Linked DNA regions of Mus musculus: region 1 is linked to region 2. A link is a contact called in public Hi-C data. All regions are on one chromosome and are shown on one strand. The core of a region is the stretch at or near the end of the contact, and the rest is flanking DNA. Distances in the headings are between cores, read along the strand shown. Region 1 overlaps Bcar3 (breast cancer anti-estrogen resistance 3). Region 2 has its middle 19 kb from the start of Gm40139.

What was found. Hi-C and Micro-C count contacts between places; a contact is called where the count stands out from the background.
Region 1: a contact with region 2 is called in a Hi-C map of bone marrow-derived macrophages, with 62 read pairs. The contact joins two enhancer-like sites. A contact is called at or near these places in 9 of 39 promoter capture datasets (the C10 cell line, cranial neural crest, embryonic stem cells and 6 more), 3 of 15 datasets of contacts at CTCF or cohesin (the NIH/3T3 cell line, embryonic stem cells and stem cell-derived epiblast-like cells), 34 of 484 Hi-C or Micro-C datasets (B cells, the C2C12 cell line, the G1E-ER4 cell line and 19 more), 16 of 115 datasets of contacts at active chromatin or transcription factors (the NIH/3T3 cell line, a colorectal cancer cell line, embryonic basal ganglia and 9 more) and 2 of 9 other capture datasets (embryonic stem cells and embryonic trunk).

What each region holds. Positions count from the first base shown.
Region 1 is chr3:122,462,935-122,469,265 of GRCm38.p6, reverse strand. All of the region lies in intron 3 of Bcar3 (breast cancer anti-estrogen resistance 3), which reads right to left. Among named protein-coding and RNA genes, the nearest start is that of Gm34349, 14 kb to the left of the region's middle. Within about 2 kb of position 3,020, at least 16 of the 459 cell types and tissues checked have an H3K27ac peak or open chromatin away from gene starts, as enhancers often do. A contact at or near this core is called in bone marrow-derived macrophages, where this site is marked.
Region 2 is chr3:122,337,156-122,343,525 of GRCm38.p6, reverse strand. No RefSeq gene overlaps it. Among named protein-coding and RNA genes, the nearest start is that of Gm40139, 19 kb to the right of the region's middle. Within about 2 kb of position 3,200, at least 67 of the 459 cell types and tissues checked have an H3K27ac peak or open chromatin away from gene starts, as enhancers often do. A contact at or near this core is called in bone marrow-derived macrophages, where this site is marked.

The DNA of each region.
Region 1 (6,331 bases), core at 1,771-4,270, 130 kb before region 2:
ACGTGGGGGGAAATCTAGGAAGACATTCAATATGTACCTTGAGCCTCTACAAGTGCATATACATATAACACATACACACATACACACACATACACACACATACATACACACACACACATACACACATACATACACACACACATACACACACATACATACACACCACATATCACCAGAGACATATGAACCCCACACATGTGGACATGCATGTACCACACACACACACAAACACATAGAACACATATCACCAGAGACATATGAACCACATATATGTGGACATGCGTGTACCACACACACACATGCAAGTAATTTCTTCATTTTAATCTCCAACACAATGATTATTAATAGTTATAGCTCATATAACTAAAGGATTTTTTAAAAAGGAGTCTCAGCCGGGCGTGGTGGCGCACGCCTTTAATCCCAGCACTCGGGAGGCAGAGGCAGGCGGATTTCTGAGTTCGAGGCCAGCCTGGTCTACAAAGTGAGTTCCAGGACAGTCAGGGCTACACAGAGAAACCCTGTCTCAAAAACACCAAAAAAAAAAAAAAAAAAAAAAAAAAAAAAAAAAAGGACTCTCAATTTTTAACAATGTAAAAAGGTCTTGACACTAGAAGTTTAGGAATTTTTCTCTAATATATTTATAGTTTGTTTGAGATAATTTGGATCAACCCACAAATTTTTAGTGTATCCATGCAGTGAACTATGGTATAAAAAAGGAAGTGTTTTAGCATGGTGGTGGCGGCGGCAGTAATATACATGCCTTTAACCCCAGCAGTCAGGAGGCAGAGGCAGGCAGGTCTCTAAATTCAAGGCCAGCCTGGTCAACAGTGAGTTCTAGGACAGCCAGGACTACACAGAGAAACCTTGACACTAAAAACCAAAGGAGGGTTGGGGTGGAGTGTTTTTTTTTATATGAGTATTATATGTATATTAGAGAAAAATGTGTAAACTGAGAGAAATGTGAAAAGCAAAAAGCAAAACAAAACAGAAACATCCCTTTAATTGCCAGGAGAATTTATTTTGACTCAAATGTTATTCACACTTAGCCATTCTGCCACTAGATGGCAGTGTTCATGGGGGTCAGAAGAGGGCATCAGAGTCCCTGAAACTGGATTTATAGGCAGGTGTGAGCTGTCTGGTGTGAGTGCTGGGAAGAGAACCCAGGTCCCCTAGGAGAGCAACAACTGTTCTTAACCACTGGTCCACGCCTCCAGTCCCCAGGGGTTTATCTTACCTGAAATTCACGGAAGAATACACTCCCCCCCCCATTCTTCTCAACTGTGACCTCACTGCTCTTCCAGTGCTCTGACCCCTCTCCCCTCTCCCCTCACAGCCAGTCCACCAGGTAATCTAGCTCTACCTTCGAGTTACTCATCCAATTCCCCGTCTTCCCCCAGCTACCTGGCAGGTCCAAACCCCCAGCCCCTATCACCTGAACACTCGTGTGCATTGTGTGCACACACCCCTCCTCCCTCCTGCCCTTTCTTTTCCTTTCTGTCCCCTAGCAACAAGGAATCCAAAGTGAACCCCAGGCAACTGTAGAGATTCCAGTCCTTCCCCTGAGGTGCAGGCCCTGTGCAACCTGCCCAATCACCTTCTTCCAGCTCTCTGTCAGTGGCTGGACCCCATAGCAGCTTACTTTGCTGCTCTCAGCAGGCCTGGTGGCCTCCCTACTGTTCTCCCAGAGCAGAGGTGTGCTCTGACCCCCATTGCTTCATTTTACCGTTTTGACCTCCTCCGCTGCCTGGCCCTTCCACACTAAAGTCCCATTCTCTGCCCAGCTCCTTTATGCTAACATCTCCCAGCTCCCTCCCTGCTAAACCTTCCCCCCTTAACTTGGTTGTCCTTCCTACGGTCACCCCGTATGCCACCTCCAGAATAGAAGGTCCAGGAATTTGTTCAGTGTTGTATCCCAACCCTTAGAGAGTTGACAAGTGGCAGATAATGCAGGCTATGAAACGACTATGTGCTGTTTTAAACAAGAGGGGACTGGGAAAGCCCAAATGTCATAAGGACATTTTCTTATAAAGAAATTCAGGTTGCGTATCTGATATCTGAAATACTTGAATGTTTTAGACTTCAGATTTTTAAAAAACCTGCACACACACACACATAAATACATATAGAGAGAAAGGGAAAAAAAAAGAGTTAGAGATCTTAGGAGTGCAAAGTTTAAGCATGAAATTAATTTATGCCCCAAATAATATTCTATATGCATGGACCGAAGATAATTTATGCAATATTTTAATAACTTTGCTTATGAAACAAAGCTGCATGGTATGGATGCTCCTATTGCGGCTCTAAGTTGATGATCGGAAAGGTTGCAGGTTAGGAAGCACGTGCCGGATCGCAGATATTCGCATTCTGGACACTGGACACTTACCCTGCACCAAAGGAAGATCCGGCTCGTGCGTTCAGCACAGAGTAACGCATAGCCAACAAGACAAGTCACAAAGAAGTATTTGATGATATATTGTTTTGATAATAGATAAATAAAATTCCTTCTGTGTGAGCGTCTTCTCAGAATTTCCCAACAACATGGATTCCCCAGCTCCCCAGCTCAAGAAATCTCTGCGTAACATGGCTTCCAGTTACTCTCTCCTGCTCCTGCCAGGCTGAGCGCACCCACTGTCCACAGGGGTGGAAAATTCTCTATCAGTCTTCAAAGTACTGATAGCTATTTTCTGCCTTGCTAAATCAAGCACCCTTCCTGACAAAGCGTCAGTCTTATCAACTGTCAGATCACAATGTAAATGCAAGTCTAGCCAAGGAAAGTTTAATGTGCGTAAAACTTCAGGCCAACCCTAATCGGCTCCACCCAAACAACGCAGACAATACGCTAGTGACAAAAGGCTCCATGACTTCACACACCTTGAATGGAGCCAACCCAGGCCCTCTTTCTGAAGTTGAACTATAATGTGCTATGTTATTACACTTCATCTTAAAAGCTCCCATAGTGTCCAGAAACAGCTATAGCCAAATGCTGCATTGCTGTGACATGGAGTGACCACTAGAGGGTAGAGTTTAATAGCAAACAACTCCAAGGCTGAACTCCTGGCCTCTTTGGATGTACTTAGAAGTGCTAAGGTATGGAGAAAACAAGATCTCCTAAGTAGATAGGTCTAAGTCACAGACGATGCCAGAACTGTATCTCTAAAACGTTACAGACTTACATCTCTACAAATTGAGGACACCTCTTACTAAATATGTGAGTATTTAGGACAACAAAAAGTGACACCAGTTTTCATCAGGAAAACTGCAGGTTATTAGCAAGAGAAGGCAGACCAAGGCTGCATTTAGGAACTGCTTAACCATCTGGAAACTGATACTCTCGGGAAACTCTGGGACATTCTTACAGACATAAGTCTTATTTGCTTTGGGGAACATAACGATTTTTGGAATGAGCCAGGAGTGGTGGTGCACACCTTTAAACCCAGCACTTAAGAGGCAGGAGAATTTCTGAGTTCGAGGCCAGCCTGGTCTACAGAGTGAATTCCAGGACAGCCAGGGCTACACAGAGAAACCATGTCTCGAAAATCCAAAAAAAAAAAAAAAAAAAAAAAAGATTTTTGGAATGTATGGCTTAGGGGCAGGCACACACATGTAATTCCAACATGTGAGAAAGCTGAGACAGGAGGATAATGATTCAGGTAGCCTGGGCTCCACGGACCCTCATTTAGATGTACCTTGAATCCAGTTGCATATCATTCAGGCACCAAATATTATTATTAATATTATTAAGAGAACAAGAAGAGTCCCCTAGCTTCAGAGTTGAGCTGTTTAAAACGCACAGCCATGAGCAGAGTTTTCACAGGGTGACCCAAGAGTGACCCTCAAGGTTGCCTACAGGATCTGGGGAAGGTCCAAGGCAGGGAGTCTGAGGCAAGGTGAGCCCAGTGCACACACAGGGAGCTAGAATGGCAGTTGCTACCTCTTATTTACAGGGTACCAATCGCATCCTCGGTTCTGGACTAAGAACTTTACATATATTAACCCATATTAACATTTAACCCCAGATTCCTCCACTTACTGGCTCCTGGGAATTTCAGTCAATGCCTAAGAATATGGCTAGCAAGAACCAATTTGGCATGTGTGCTTGCTTACCAGTATGACTGTGACAATAAGCACATACTCTGTGGCATTCAAATAAAACCGGGTGTGGTGGTGCATTCTTATAAGACCAACACTTGGGAGCTGAAGGGGGATGAGCCCTGAAGTTTAAGGCCAGCCTCGGCTACATATTGAATTCAAAGCCAGCCTTGGGTACACAGCAAAACCCTGCTTTAAAAAAAAAAAAAAAAGTATTCTTTCATAGTTTCCAGATATCCTCGACGCCACACTCTCCCTAAAGCGCCCAGGGAACATCAAGAGCAGGTGCTTGAATGAGGGGCAGTGCAGACTCGCAGACTCTTATCACAAAGTGTAAGGTCCCGCATTCGGGGTGGTCACGGGGGTCAGCAAACCCCAAGTATAATGTTGGAGCCTCGCCCTAGGAAAACCATCTCTTTGGTCACTGGCTACCCCCTGCTGGGTAAGTACTCTGCCATAGTTTTGAGACAGGGTCTCTCACTGAACCTAGAGCTCGCTGATTAGGTCACCCTGGCTGGCCAGTGACCCCCAGGGGGCAGCCTGTCTGCCTCCCCAATGCTGAGATTACAGGCCCGTGCTGATGTACCCCCTTTTAAAAGGCTGCTAGGGGTCCAAACTCGGGTCTTCACGCTTCCCAACCGAGCCATCTCTCTACCTGTACAGCATCATCTCAATTTGGTCAACTGATCTGCAAAAAGAGACAATCTCCTAATACGGTTTCATTCGCAAATACTGAGATTAGTATTTCCTGGAGGAAATAATTAGCTATTATTTCCTGGAGGATCTTCTCCTGACTTGATTATGCCTATAAAACCTTATGTATAAATAAGGTCACATGCCCAGGGTACTAGACGTTACATTTTCAATGTAGTTTTATCAGTGAACACAGTTTAACCCAAATTGAAATTATTGTAACAGCTTCAAGCCACTCAACGGTTCTATCTCAAAACCGTATAGGACAGGGGAAAGGTACAGGCCTGGGGACAGCAGGAGGGACAGGATGGTGGAGTTTAAAGAGGACAAGAGGACGGTTCAGGCCTGGGGACAGCAGGAGGGACGATGGTGGAATTTAAAGAGTAAGGAAGAGGACAGGATGACAAGAGGTTAGAAGCAGACTGACCCCAGGGGGGGTTTAGGCCCAACCATGGAGCAGAATCTAAAAGAAGCCACAGGCCTGATTCTTGCTTGTCTGTCAGTTTCCTAGTGACTTCTCCACCTTATGGAGTCTAGGTCAGTGGTCCTCAACCTGTGGGTTGAAACGCCTGTGACCTTTTCACAGGGGTCACAGATCAGATATCTTGCATATCAGATATTCACATTATAATTCATAACAGTAGCAAAATAACATTTATGAAGTAGCAAAGAAAATAATTTTATGGTTGGGGGTGGGGTGGGGGAAGAGTCACCACATGAGAAACTGCATTAAAGGGTCACAGCATTAGGAAGGTTGAGAACCACTGATCTAGGTAGTTTCAGAAAAGCCACCGTACGCCAGAGAGGGCTACCTGCACTTCAGCTTCACGGCCGAAGCTTGCGACAACTGTAAACTCCCAAGGAATCCATCTTTGCTTTATTGCATTCACTGGTTAGACCAGACCCTCGGGCTGCCCTGACAGAGGAGCGTCTGACCTGTGAAATCATCTACATAAGATCCAGTCAGAGCAGTCAGGCCTCAAACATCAGGATGTCCACGCACATCTCTTTATCCAGACAGAGCCGGCCGGATCAGCAAAGCTATGCTGCTCGAAGCCAGCCTGTCTGCCCTGCAGGATGCTGCTGATGTGGCAACGCATTGCATCTGTGAGATTGCAGGCCTGGCACAGGGACTCACAGCTTGGTCATGAGGCAAGATATGGGTGATCCAGGTGAGGCGACGTTGCACAATGGTGATGTCAGCATGAGCTGACAGAATTTTCTCTTGGAAGCCCGCAACACATCATCAGAGAGGCAGGCAGGGAGAGTGGAATCCCCAGGCTAAGGTAGGGCTCAGCAAGCCTCCCTGTGAAGGGTTCCGCTAGGCTATGCTGCCGCACCAGGAGAACACAAAAGCAGCCACAGGCAATACATAGTACAGGTCTATGGATCCCAATAAAACGTTAATACACCAAAATATGAATTCTGTATAATTTTGCTACTTTTTTGATTAAGGGAAAGAAACCCTTTAAACTAAAAAGGCCACTTTTAGCCAATGAAAACTTGGGGGGGGCTGTCAGAGGAGGGGGTGAGCCAGACTTGGCTTTGA
Region 2 (6,370 bases), core at 1,951-4,450:
ACTAAAAGCTACGAGTTTCATTTGTCTAGCTCCCTTGGGTCTCTTGGAGTTGGGGGCGGGGAGACCTAATAAAGCAAATTAGTATCCCCTGCTGACTTTTCCAACTTTAGCTGAAACTGCCCTAAGATAAATTTTTGCAAATTGTTTTTAAACAAACACATTAACAAAAACTACAGGGATTTTGGTTAGCTCCTATGAGGTAATTTATCATTTGGACAGAAGTATCTCTTTACCCACTCTCCCTCTCTCATAAGGTCCACTCCAGTGAATGCCCAGGCACAGCCTTTTAAATAGACTGGAATGAGTTTGGGTACAGTACTCAGAGAATTAGGCTTTGATGATGACAACCACTATATCAAATACTGTATAAATGTTAGTCCTACATGCATGGGCACCACCACCCTTTCAAAATGTATACTCTAGAGCTCCTCGGAAGGAGAGAGGCAGAAATGCTACACTTTCCTGACTTAGACTCTTTCGGGTTGTAGAGGGACAGGCAGGACCTGCAGATCTTCCAAAAGTGGCTGATAGTTATGGGCCTGGGAAGCAGAGGCAGGAACCCAAAGGCCTCCTACCCCTCGTCTCCAACAGTGGAATGGTGCCCACAACAACTCTCTAGTATCTTTTTCTAGTTTACTTATTTGATGTATTGGGGTGGGGGCAGCTATGAGCACACACATGAGTTCATGTGCTTTTGGAGGCCAGGGGTGCCAGATCACCCTAGAGTTGACTTTATAGCCAATTGTGAGCCACGTAACATGGGTGCTGGAAACCACACTTAAGCCCTGTGGACGAGCAGACTCTTTGGGCGTTGGTTGGAGTCTAACTGCATAATTTCATGGCTGGCTCCAATTGTGGATGAAAGTAAAGTCCTTTGAGGTACATTTGCATGGCCAATAGGAACAGGGAAGCTTTTGTAGTTTGGGAAACCATCTAATAAAAGTCTAATAAACCTTCCCAGAAGGCACTGAAACTTCCCTGTACCTCTCTCTCTCTCTGTCTCTTCGGGAGAAAGGAGACAAGGGAAGCTTCCTCTAGAGGCCAGTCTCCTTCCCGAGTCATTCTTTCAACTTATCACCAGGCTCTTGGACACAAGAAGTCCCCTACATGGCTTCTCCCACCGCCAGTTTTCTGTCTAGTGTACAGAGTAGCCTGCACACTTGGATATTCTCCTTCAGTGCTCCCCAAGACTCTTCTATGCTTTTAAAAATGGCACTCGCCAGGAAGCTCAAGTAGGGTGAGGCTACAGGCAGGTTTGGAGAATCTAGTAGAAGAGTCCTAGGCTCGGAGACAGTCAGAGTCACACCTGCCCATTCTCTGTGAGGGTTGCTTCCATGAGACACAGACTTTGAGAAAGAGAGTCACATGAGTACATGCAGCATGTCAGAGGCCTCAAATGACCCTACAAGAATGTCTGAAGACAGGTGGCCCTAAATAGGTGTCCTCGCCGAAGATCATCCAGTCTTCCTGCAGCCTGGGGTATCTCAGTTAGGCTTTCTTTGCTGTGATGAAGCAACATGGCCAAAAACAACTTAAGGAAGGAATGGTTTACTCCATTCATACTTTCATATCACCAAAAGCATTTAGAGAAGAAACCCAGAGGCAGGAGCTGATGCAGAAGCCATGGAATGGTGCTGCTTACTGGCTTGCTCTCTGTGGTTTTCTCAGTCTGCTTTTTTTTTTTTTTTAAGAGAATGAGGATGGGAGGAAGAGAATAAAGGAGGGAGGGAGGGGAGGAGGGAGGGAGGGGAGGAGGGAGGGAGGGGGGAGAGAGAGAGGAGAGAATGGACCACCAACCCAGAGATGGTACCACTTACCTTGCAATGGCCGGGGCCCTCCCCCATCGATCACTAAGAAAATTCACTACAGGCTTATCTACAGTCTGATCTTATGGAGGCATTTTCTTAATTGAGGCTCCCTTCTCTAAGATGACCCTGGCTTGTGCTAAGTTGACATAAAACTAGCCAGCACAGGGGAAATAAGTGCTTCAGCTCTGAAGGGAGACAATCTCTGCTCCTGCAAGAGACCAGGCAAGTGGGATATGAAATGGGGGCCTCCTTCTCCACTGCTCTATATCTCCCTTGGCCTCGTCTGTGAGGAATAGAGAATGCAGGAGAGGGGAGTTCCTGAAGCCACGCTGCTGTCTAGAAGAGGCCAGGCATCTGCTGAGGCTGCAGGAAACAGGTAGCCACAAAAGGTGACCTGGTGCTCTTAGGGGATGGAATGGAGCTGACTTGTTTGAAGGCCAGAAAGAGAGTCCAGATAGGCTAAGATGCCATCAGGGAAATAGTTCAAATAAGACAGACTATCATGATCAAGAGCACATTCACTAGATTCCCAAAGTGAAGTGGTCTTATTCTTTGACCTGACCAGGGAATAGCATTTTTAAAGGGTCTGGCAGACTTCGTGGGGACTCCATAGGAATATCTGAGCAATATTCTTAGGAGCTGAAACATCCCAAGTCATGCTGGCCTACCAGAGTTTATCAAGCCACTTAATTGAGTCTAATTTGGCTTTTGCTATCTGCTTGCCCTCTGGGTATCATGGCCACCTCTCTTTGCCCGTCCATCCATTAAGGAAAGGGAACCGTAGGCAGTGGCTGAGGGGAGGTGTGCAAAGAACAGGATGGGACAAAGGTCTGCACTTACACAGTCCACACTTCTCAGGCGGAGACACTTGCAGGCGTGGCTGTCAGCGGATGAACAGGGGAAGGCTCTAGGCCTGAGGCTGCCGTCAAGAGCACTCTTAGAATAACCCCACTGTTCTGCAGAACTACATATCACCCCAGCTGGTCGTCATCCCCCAAATTAACCTCACAGAGTCAGAGAAGCTGATGTAACCCACAGCCTGTGGCACAGTTAGCCTGCTCCCGACAGTGACCAAAGTGTGGCCGAGGGTGAAATATTGCCCCACTCTTCCGAAAAGCCACCAACAATGAGCCATTATGATAACAGGAAGGCGCAGAAAGCTGGGCACAGTAAAGACAGGAAAGAGTTTTCTTTCTCAACCCTTCATGAAAAAAACAACAAAGGCTTTAGCCCAACAGTGTCTGGCTAACTTCCTAAACAAGGCCTTGCTTAGGCTTCCCCCTCTGGTTAGGCACCCAGGAAGACCAGAAGCAGAGCTTGGCTGGACAGTGTCTGCTGGTCTGTACCAGAGATGGTGCCTGGAGTGTCTCTGAGTGGTCTCTATAGCAACCCACAGCCCTAAAGGGACTCTGTGACTAACTTCTGCTTTTTGTAGCTTACTCCATCCTCCTCACATTTCATCCCGGGTGTGTCAATCAAACAATCGATCAACTAAGAAATGTCTGTTGAAAAGCCACAAGACACCAACTCCTACATTAAATGATTCAGAGAAAGATGGAATTCCTGTCCTGAAGCTATTGGGGCGGAGACGATAGGGACACATAAGAAAGAACAAAAAGCTAATACATGATGATAGGCAGGTAGGTACGACCAGAGGGGTCACACCACAGCAGGTGCTGGAGGGTGAGGGCTGGGACAGACTGATGGCACAGGAGCAGGGCAGGAGATGGATGGTAGGCATGGGCGTGGGGGTGGGACTCTACTGAGAAGGGTAGGCAGAGAGAAGGCAAGGCTGCAGTTATTATTATTAATTTATTAATGTATTTATTTGGAATGTCTTTTAGAACATGCACTGCGGTGTGGAGAGTGGACTGAAGGGGGCAAGAGACAGAGCAGAAAGGGAGATGGATCAGGGGAGAGACAGTGATGTCAGAGCAAGGCAGAGGAAGAAGGGTTAATGTAAGGGCCATTCAGATGGGACTTGAGTACCAGGGCATTGAATGATGTGTGGCTAACACGCATGTGACTGCTTATGACCCGCCAGTTCCTGTTGCTTGTCGTAAGTACTTCTTCAATGTAATTTTTATAATTTAAAAAAAAAATTTATAGTAGCCATATGACACTGAAAACTGAGACCCAGAGAGGTTTACACTCAAAGCCCTAGGCTTCCAATTCCATACTTTCAGGCAATGGGTCCTCATTTCCTGCTTCTCTCTCTCTCTCTCTCTCTCTCTCTCTCTCTCTCTCTCTCTCTGAACTCATTCACTCACTTGCCTACACATGCAAACTTTACTACCCCCAGTGGTATACCAGTAAATGTTTAACAATTTGAGACGAGGCCTTGGTTTGTAGTCCAAGCCGAGCTATGTTGCCCAGGCTGGCCTCTAACTCACAGTAATTACCCTGCCTCAGTTTCCTGAGGGCTAGAATGACAGGCTGTGTCACCATACCTGGCAATGTTTAACAGTTGGCCCCCTAATAATCGAAAGCCTGATTTTCGGCTTCTGCCAATCACTGTGGTGTAAATACTTCCACTGAAGCCCATTCCAAGCACAGAGCACAGAGATACGCATGGTCAGTGTATGAGCTGGAAGGAATCAGCTCCACCCCCCATCCTACCCCATCCATTCAGTAGCGCACTTTGGACTACACTCCATCCTTCCACCTGGCTTTATGTGGCTCTGTACAGTGCCATGAAAGTCCACATTCACGTCGGATCATCTGCTATTCACAGCTGACAAGCCAAGAGGGGGACACTGAGGCTGAGAACACTGACTAGAACTTGACGGCTGTTGCCCACTTCTAGACAGGCCCCTGTCCCCTACTTGTCACAGCAGAATTCACTTCCATAGCTTCATCCTCTACCCAGTATGCCCCATTTCATGGCACTTGGGACTTCAAGCCAGCAAGGCCAGACTCAAGCTCCATTAAGGCCTCACTGAGTCCTATCTAGAGAAGGGCTGGCCTCATCTATGGCCACCCTGCTGGAGTCCTATACATTTTAGTCCACTCATATTTGCAGCAGAACACCTTTTAGCATTACTGCTTAGGATGAGGACATCCAAATATGGATGTCAGTGGTCCTTTACTCAACCTCCCCTCGGCAGCTCTTGGGCCTTACTCACCATCTTTATCCACAAACTTAGTCCTTCCTCTGCAGTGCTGGCCTTTGTGGCTGACACTGCATTCACCCAGTCAGCTAATCCAGGAGCATTGGTGTGGCCTGAGCCCTCCTCTCTTCCCCATGCCTCTGCCTGGGTACCAGGTCGTATAGTACCTGCTTGCATGATATTGGTGATACTGTCCTGTCTCTACCTAGGATGTCACCAGTTTTATGTGTGGATACTGCCATAGCCTTCTGACTGGGTCCTCGTGTTCCAGCCCATAGTTGCCTCACTGTTGGGAAGCAGGGCTCCCCAAGGCTCTTCCCCTCTTCCTTGGTGCGTAGGGTACTTACAATCTTTTTGGTGTGAGTCTGGAGTCAGCACCTCCTCCAGCCTAAGTCCAGGTGTCATGCACAGTCCTTGGCAAAGTGCCTGCCCACCTGTGTTTGTATTTCCTGGCCCGGCAGACACCCACCCCCAACCAGAAGCCCATAGAACCGGGCTGCCCCTCCTTAAAGCCTTGGGAGTCTCTATTTTTAGGCATGAACTGAAAGAGACACCCTCAATGAATTTGTAAGGGGAGCAGCTGGTGACGTGGTACAGCTCAGTTGCCAGGACCCTGTTTCTTCCTCTTAATTTCAAATTAAAGACCAGGTGGCTTACTCCAGGCAAGTAGTTACTCTCCCCCTGTGCATCCATGGTGCAACATGTGAAAACCCAGCTAGTGGGTGTGACTTGCAAGTGACATCTTCTTTTTTTCTTTATTTTTTTTAGAGATTTATTTATTTGTGTATGTAAGTGTTCTGTCTGTATGCAGCCTCTCTTGCACACCAGAAGAGGGCATCAAGCCCCACTATAGATGGTTGTGAGCCACCATTATTATTATTATTATTATTATTATTATTATTATTATTATTATTTTGCCAGGAATTGAACTCAGGACGTTTGGAAGAGTCAGTGCTCTTAACCACTAAGCCATCTCACCATCTCCAAGTGACATCTTCTTGTTAATTAAGTCCTGGGTATGGTACTGCCACATAAACCATACATACCATAAAAGAACGGCTGGTTTTCCCATGCTCACAACTGAAGGTTAGCCCTTCCTGTTGGCAACTCTGCAAACCTTCATGGTCACTCTGAACCTATGGCACTGGGAAGGATTCGTACCCACCAGTTAACATATTTCCTTTTACACTTCTCTATTGAAGTTATGACTGGAGGTGGAGAGGTGAATGAATTTAATATACATAGCACAGAATGAATTTAGATATCTTTCTTCACAAAACCATCACCGCCAGCTAACAAAACGACAGACTTTTCTCAGAGGAGACTATACCATCACCAGCCACATACTAGTACTGGTGGCCCTTCTTAACTAACCCAGAACCACATGACCTAGTGATTTAAAAGTAATTTAGAAGATTTGGGACAAATACTAGGAGACTGGTGTGTGGCAAG